Regions from separate parts of the Sus scrofa genome. Here region 1 is linked to region 2. Evidence: chromatin contacts called from public HiChIP or PLAC-seq data. All regions are on one chromosome and are shown on one strand. The core of a region is the stretch at or near the end of the contact, and the rest is flanking DNA. Distances in the headings are between cores, read along the strand shown. Region 1 has its middle 40 kb from the start of VPS54. Region 2 overlaps SERTAD2 (SERTA domain-containing protein 2).

The links. HiChIP or PLAC-seq counts read pairs in DNA pulled down with a chosen protein or histone mark.
Region 1: an H3K27ac HiChIP or PLAC-seq map of alveolar macrophages shows a contact between it and region 2. The contact joins two enhancer-like sites. A contact is called at or near these places in 1 of 47 Hi-C or Micro-C datasets (embryonic fibroblasts) and 1 of 2 datasets of contacts at active chromatin or transcription factors (alveolar macrophages).

Annotation. Positions count from the first base shown.
Region 1 is chr3:77,813,749-77,817,733 of Sscrofa11.1, reverse strand. No RefSeq gene overlaps it. Among named protein-coding and RNA genes, the nearest start is that of VPS54, 40 kb to the left of the region's middle. Within about 2 kb of position 2,188, at least 27 of the 83 cell types and tissues checked have an H3K27ac peak or open chromatin away from gene starts, as enhancers often do. A contact at or near this core is called in alveolar macrophages, where this site is marked.
Region 2 is chr3:77,310,019-77,313,777 of Sscrofa11.1, reverse strand. SERTAD2 (SERTA domain-containing protein 2) reads right to left here. Exons shown (of 2, transcript XM_005662514.3): 2 at 1-1,641. The coding sequence starts at 1,637. The coding sequence ends at 699. Among named protein-coding and RNA genes, the nearest start is that of AFTPH, 110 kb to the left of the region's middle. Within about 2 kb of position 1,782, at least 9 of the 83 cell types and tissues checked have an H3K27ac peak or open chromatin away from gene starts, as enhancers often do. A contact at or near this core is called in alveolar macrophages, where this site is marked.

The DNA.
Region 1 (3,985 bases), core at 939-3,438, 500 kb before region 2:
TGGTAATATCTCCCACCGAAAGGAAAATGGATCTGAATACATTCAATATCTTCATGAGTTAGCTTAATATATTTCTAGGAATATATACATTTTAAAAGAGAACTCCAGGATAAAAAATGAAGCTCTAATGACAGAAATTTCAGGTTCTGAGACAATAGGAATGGAGAAGTATATTTGACCTCATCTCTTCTGAACAAAATGAGGCCTAATTTTCCTGCATCTTTATTCTAAGTCATGTCACTCAGAGCTGAGTTTTAAAGTCCTTGCTTCAGTGTCTGTGCAGTTATTCAAGACTTTCCAGGGTACTAGTTACTAGTTTTTAGCTCATATCAAAGAGAGCTTAGTTTTTAGTTTTGAAAGCACAAGAAATATATAAAGATTATTGGTAATTGTTTTATAGAGTGCCTGAAAAATCAGTAAAGTTGCCTCTCTTTTTATATCTTGCCTCTGAGCAGCCCTGCCTCTCCAGCCACACTTAAAATGAAAGAAATCGAGTAAACAACTTTTAGCAATCAGGGAACCTTAAAATAGCCGATGATCTGCAGCAGGTAAAGCACACAGCAGCACACATGCAATCATTCAAATTTTGTACCTGGCAAATAAGGCTAACAATTTATACTTTGATCTGACTTGATTGTCTGAAAAAGCAGCTTTTCTGTGACATAAATATAGATGCTAGTTCTGTCTTGCAGCCAAGTTTCTCTTTAGAAAGCCACATTAATCTTATGGTTCCCTTACATAGAAACTAGTAGAAATGAATGATTTCTTCTAAATGGGAATCTAATAAAAAGGTATCTATGAGTGCTTGTCAGGTTAAAAAATGTTGTCTTTCTCCTTTTCTCCTTTGGATGAAATAAGTTGGTTTTGGTCCACACATACATACTGTTTATTATGCGCCAGGCACTGTTTAACGCAAAAATATCATTCTGAGGAAGGCAAATCAAACTCTTGTCCAAGGTGGTTACATTCCAAGTGAGGAGGAGATAGGTAATAAACATGTAAATAAATAATACAATTTCAGGAACTAAGGGCTACGAAGATAAATAGAGTAATTTGGTCAGTGGTACCTGGGGTGGGATGTGGCTGCTTGACGACATCTGAGTTGAGGCCTGAAGGCTGAGAAGGAGGCAGCAGTATGACAATCTAGGGAAGAGTTTTGCTAATAAAGAAAGAGTAAGTGCAAAGGCCTTGGGGTCAAAATGAGGCTGGTGTATTTGAGGGCAGAAAGGTGGGCAGTGTGGCTGGAGCAGAGTAAGGGGGAAGGTTTGGAAGGAGATGAGGAGGTAAGGCTGAAGAGGGAGATGGAGTCAGTTCAAAGAGTGATAGGAAGCTATTGGAGGGTTTAAGGCAAGGAAGCTGGGAAGTGATAAGATCTAAATTATATTTTATTTTATTTTTTAATTTTTTTTATTTTTTGTCTTTTTGCTATTTCTTGGGCTGCTCCTGTGGCAAATGGAGGTTCCCAGGCTAGGGGTCTAATCGGAGCTGTAGCCGCCGGCCTATGCCAGAGCCACAGCAACACGGGATCCGAGCCGCGTCTGCGACCTACACCACAGCTTATGGCAACGCCGGATTGTTAACCCACTGAGCAAAGGCAGGGACCGAACCCGCAACCTCAGGGTTCCTAGTCGGATTTGTTAACCACTGCGCCACGACGGGAACTCCTAAATTATATTTTAAAAGATAAGTCTGGCTGCTTTGTGGAGAAGAGATTGTAGGAAGTCAAACATAGAAGCAAGGAGACCAGGGAGGAGACAATGGCAGAAAGTCCAATGACAGACATGGGCTTCTACTGCTGGCCCATACGCCGCTTTGGTGACTATCAGAAAAAGTCTCCCCTTCCCTTTGATGGTTCTGAATAGCAGATGGATATATGGGGTGCGAAGAAAAGAGAGGAATCCAGAATGACTCACGCTTGTACTGCCTAACTGGGTGGATAATGGCAGAATTCACACAATTAGGTTTTGCTTATACTCAGTTTGCGGACCATGAAGTTTTCACATGAAGTGGGTGTACCCAACATCACAACTGAAAACTTGGTAACATTTACCACACTGACATTGGCTTCCTCTGAGCACTGGAAACCTTATGCTGATGTAATGGAGATAACATTTATGAGATACTCAATCAGCATGTTTGCCTTCCCAATCAGCCCTGTCCCCATGGCTCACCCACCCATTGAGTCAATGTCATGCTTTGAGTCACGGGGAGGAAAAAAACCCAGCCAAGAGTGCATAGGTCATCATTTAGCTTTGAGTTTCAAAACAGGATTTAAAAAAATTCATAGGAAGACAATAGTTTGAAATTAAGTGCTTTTGATTCGTAAAAGCCAGACTTGGCTAAATGAAAAATATATGTAACTATACACGGATGAGGCGGAGCTTGGAGGACTGCCCCCACCCCAAGCAGGTCACAGACAGTGCCAGGAAGAACACAGGATGTGACGTGAGAGCCATTTTCCCATGACTGTCAGGGAAGATAAAAGTTTAAGCAGCAGCCAGGAAGCTGTGAGAGTCAGAGGGTATAAGCACAGGGTGCCCCAGAGGAGGGGTGGCGGAGCCCTAAGTTCAGGAGAGGTGTGGACCCTGTGTTCCCCTTTGGAACCAGGCCAACTGCAGAGAGGTGGAAATGTTAGGTTTGGGCAACCAGAGGCCTGGAGACCGTGCTCCCAGTTCCCGGGTCTGTGCGTGGTTGTCAGGAGACCCTGTCGGGGAATGATGGAGGTTGGCGGGGTGAATGGGCTGGAAGAGGCCTGGCCTTGGGCCAAGAAGGTATAAGGTGTGCGACCTTCAGATCCCAGTGAGTAGCTGGAATCACGGTAACCCAAAGGCCAGAGAGAACAATTTACTCACCAAAGCCTTGAGGCCAGGAAAGCCTGGCAGTTGGCAGGCCTTCCCTGCACCTCCCCTGTAGTGTGCCTGCCACCTGGGCAACATTCGGGGAAAGGGAAGGGGAGAGGAGAACCCTGGGATGAGAGAGAAACCCCGAAAGCCAGTGATTTCCCAAGGGAGACTGGTTTAAGGACCGAGGTGTTTTTAATTGGCAAGATCGAGTGTTTTCCACCTACATCAATGGGAACTTTTGAGCAAGAAGTCATTATAGACAATACAGTTACTATATATATATATATATATATATAAAACGTTTGTAAATCTGATATATTTTTTAATGTATCCATTTCAAATTTGCCGCATTAGAAAGGTCTGTATTTTCGTTGCATGAAGAAAACGCAGTTTCTGCACCTCCAGAGGGGGGAGGGGAGGGCAGGGATCAATTCTGTCAACACTGAATGCCTCCAGGGAGGGTAGCTGGGGGATAGAGGTGAAAGATTTATTTTTCACGGTATACCTTTTGTACCTTACTGCGTTTGTACCATGTGTAAGCATGAACTATTTAAAAAATAAGAAAAATAAAAGCTTCTGAAATGAAAAAAAAATGCTGACGCACAGAATCTAATATGCAGTGCTTGACAATGAACATTCAATACTTTTCATCTTACCAGGAATCTTCGAGCCACTTCTCCTCCTTGGTGTGTCTTGGGCTTATCCCTTTGCTTTGTGCTGATGTTGGTTTTGTAAGCTGTCTTGCCCCTGCGGCTAGCCGGTGGCTTATCCGTGCTTTGTACCCCAAACACAGTGCTGCCATCCTGTAGGTAGACCGTCCATTATCCAGGGGAAAACAATCCTACCCACCCAGCCAGTCTTCCCTGCTGTCCTGGACTGAGGTTGGGAAGGACTGATGAGGGGGTAGATCTGGTTATTTCCACCCCTTTGACATCAAGTAGCAATGGGGGAAATAGCGGAAAAGACTTGAGCACTAGAGTCAAACTTGACTTACCTCTGCCAGCTACTAGCTTTGGGTTCTTGGCTGAGCCTTGAGCTTCTTCTACACATTAGAGTTAATTTAAACCTCATTTAAACCTAGCACAATGCTAATTACACTCAATTCCCAGTCCAAGAGAAGAGACTAATTTTGGCAAAATCTT
Region 2 (3,759 bases), core at 533-3,032:
TTCTCTTTGCACCAAACACATATAAAACATTACAACTCTATAAAAGTACAAGTGCAACTTGTACATCTGAAGTTTGCAGGAACTATGTGAGCAAATCCTATCAAAATAGCTATCTCATATGTATAAACAGCATTTGTTTTTAGAAAAACAATATCATAAACTGCGGAATCTGTACAAAAATATAAAATAAATTTGGGCAGCAGTTTCTAAACAGCCATGTAAATGCAACACTTACGAGGAGTAGTTAATGCCTCTAAAAAGGCTGAATTGCCAAGTCAACCTATACAGGGCGAAAATGCCAGAAAAGGTACTGAGATTATCTAAATAATATATATATATTTTCTTTTTTTACCTCTTGCAATAAAACTTATAGAAAAAATAGACAAATATGCACATGCAATTTACAACTTTTCCAACTTATTCCTTGTGCTTCACTTGAACTGTTTATTTTTGTCATTCAATATAGCGACATTGTCTTCAAATGTATTCTTTCCTATTCCCGGGTAGTAGGTCTCCGAGGAACCACTCAAAAGAGCATATTAAAAAGTGGTCATACGTGGATGAAGGCACTCCAACTCTGCTCAAAGCAAAAACTAGTGTGATCCTTTTGTAGAATGTTTCTTTTCTTGGAAAAAGGCAAGCAAGGGTGCATGCACAGTGCGGAGAGCTGTCGGGGTGCAGGGGCGCGGCCGCGGGGCTCAGGACCCGACCAGCACCTCCATGATATGGTCCAGCTCTGTGAGGTCCATCTTGAAAGGCTGGCTCGGGGTGACTGGCTGGCTGCTGTAGGGTGCCAGCGTCTTGAGGAGGTCGTCCGCCGACACCGGGGCCATTTTCGAGGATGTCCCCGATGCGGACGTGCAGGGGTCAAAGTCGTACATGGATGTGTCGATGTCGGCAAACAGGATGTCGTCCAGGGTCAAGTCCGTCAGGAACCCCGTGGACGTGGTGATCTCGAAGTTGCCGGGCAGGGAGTCCATCAGTTTGGGGTCGTCGGGCCGGGAGTCCCCCTCGGGTCTCTGAGCGCCGGCCCCACCGGAGCCCCCTTTCGAGCCGTCCGTCGCGGCCTCCGCGGAGGTAGGTGTGGGACAGAGCTCCTCGATCTCGTCCAGGGCGGAGGAGAAGCTGTCCTTTTCCGGCGGGAGGGCAGGAGGCGCGAGTCGGGCGGGGGCCACGGGCGGCGCGGCGGGGGAAGTGCAAAAAGTGTCATCGTAGTCCTCAAGCAGCGAGGCAGGGGTGAGGCAGGCCTCTAGGGGCGCGGGGCCGCCCAGCTCGCAGGGGGGCGCGGGCGGGGCCGCGGGGGCGCTGAAGGCAGGCGGTGCCTCCCGGGAGCCAGCGCCCAAGCCGGCGCCCCTCGGGTCAGGCGGTGAGGAGGCGGGGAACGCGGGCCTCAGGCTGCCTTCCTGCTTCAGCTCCTCCTGGATCCGCCGCAGCATGTTGTTGATGAGCACAGTCTTTTGCAAGCTGGGCTCTGTGAGGGGCCTGTGGTTGTAGAGTTTCATAAGGGAAATGTTGAAGATAGTCTGGCGCTGTAAGGTGTAAGACACCTTGGACGGACCGTCGGAGGGGGACACGATTTTGCCTTCCAGCCCATCTTCATGCTCATCAAACTTCCGTTTTCCTCCTTTCCCCAACATATATCTGCCAAGGAGAGAAGAAAGAGATGGAATCAATCCCACAAAAACTCATTTTCACCATCAACAAGACGCTGATTCAGAGGTCGGGACTTGGACTCGGGTTCCCTGCCCAGGGCTGGTTACAACAGACGAATTCATTGGGAAATCTACCTTTGTGTGCCGGTGGAGCAATTTTTATCACTCGGTAGTCTGTTGAATGTTATTTCTTGAGAAATGTGTACTGCACAGCCAAGTTACTCGTTACCATGGAAACCGTGATTTTGACTTTCTCCGCTGCTGCGCTTGCATTTGCTTGCCTGTGGTTACCATGCAGGTTCAACTTCCCACCCCAGGTTTATTTTTAAAGACCAAGAAAATACTTACAATGCCATGACCTATACACATAAAGGCATCATGGACTACAGCTTTAACACACCCGGCATGATAAAAAGAACCCAGTTGGAGAAAGGGGAACATGTACAATTTTGGTAGAACTGCCTGTACTTTCAAAACGCCTTTTCCTTCCTTGTAATGCATAGAGCCTTTTGGCTGTTTGGTGACATGGCAAAGCACTTGGGCTGTGTTAAATGGCCACAGTGATTGGGCTGCCACTGCTTTTCAGTCTAGAATCCAGGAGAGAAATGTGTATTTCCAGCCCAAGTTTTCCTGTGGCTCAATGTCATTACATACAGTCATGTCTGAGTGCAGCTGGACTAATTTAAAAGAAATTTGCTCTGATTATAAGCATTGCTGTTTGGGTACTCGAGACAGTTCCTAACAAAATACCTACAGTGATTCCAGAGATACATACGGATTTCAAAGAAACAAAGACCTCTTTTTTTTTTTTTTTCTTTAAACCTTTTTGAACACCCAGCAGCACATGGAGTTCCCAGGCCACAGATCAGATCTGAGCCGCAGTTGTGACCAATACTGCAGCTGTGGCAAGGGGCGGGGGGATCCTTTAACCCAATGTGCCAGGCTGGGAATCGAACCTGTGTCCTGATGCTGCAAGAGACCCTGCTGATCCCACGGCACCACAGCAGGAACTCCAACGACTTTCTTTTCTCAACTTTGAGAATTCAGGGATGGGCTGGATTTTAACTCCTGCCCACCTCACCTGACACTCACAGCCTTGGTGGCCTCCTGGGGTCCTCTGGCCTGAGTGAGGACACCCCTAGCTGCCTGTACCTTCTGGAGAGTGGCTGTTCCTCTCTGAACTTCTATTATCTAAACAGAGCAATCACAAGTCCACTGGCTTTTGCCTCAGAGACCTCACTTTCTAACCATTTAGTCAACAAAGCGATCTGTATGTCATTCAGACTGGGAGACAGTTCTAATTAGGCCAGGCCTGTGCTTGCTCCCTCAGCTCCTCTACAACCCTTACCCACAGGCGCGCGTGTTAACACTCTCCTCAAGGACACTCACTCCTTGTGATATTGTCACACACAAGAAAGTGATTTGTGGGAGTTCCCTTTGGGGCTCAGCGGTTAACAAATCCAACTAGGATCCATGAGGTTGCGGGTTCGATCCCTGGCCTCGCTCAGTGGGTTAAGGATCCGGTGTTGCTGTGAGCTGTGGTGTAGGTCGCAGATGAGGCACGGATCCCGAGTTGTTGTGGCTGTGGCGTAAGCTGTCGGCTGTAACTCTGATTCGACTCCTAGCCTGGGAACTACCATATGCCGAGGATGTGGCCCTAGAAAGCAAAAAAAAAGAGAGAGAGAGAGAGAAAGCGCTTTGTAGTTATCTAGTTTCCTTGTAAAGGCGATCCGCCTTTTTCTGAATTGCCTCATTCGATCCTTTAACTCATACCGCATCCATGCTGTCTTGGACACTCTGCCACAAAGTGGGTAGTCCTGCAGGGAAATAAAACCTGGTCTTCGAGGGGCTCAACATCTCCTATGCCTCATTATCATTCAGAATTATGAGTCTCATCCTAAAGGAATAAGGCCGACCATAATAAAACATAGAACCTCCTTCCAAGGCTTTGTGAAAGGCCATACTGTCCCTCCAGGCAGACAGACAGACAGTGGACACGGAGCCTGGCACACAAGTCCGACTTGGGGTGACTGCCTTTGTGCCTCAGTCTCCAGGAGAGAAGATAGAAGACAGCTGCAGCCCACCAAGGTGAGAATCAGCTTGAGAC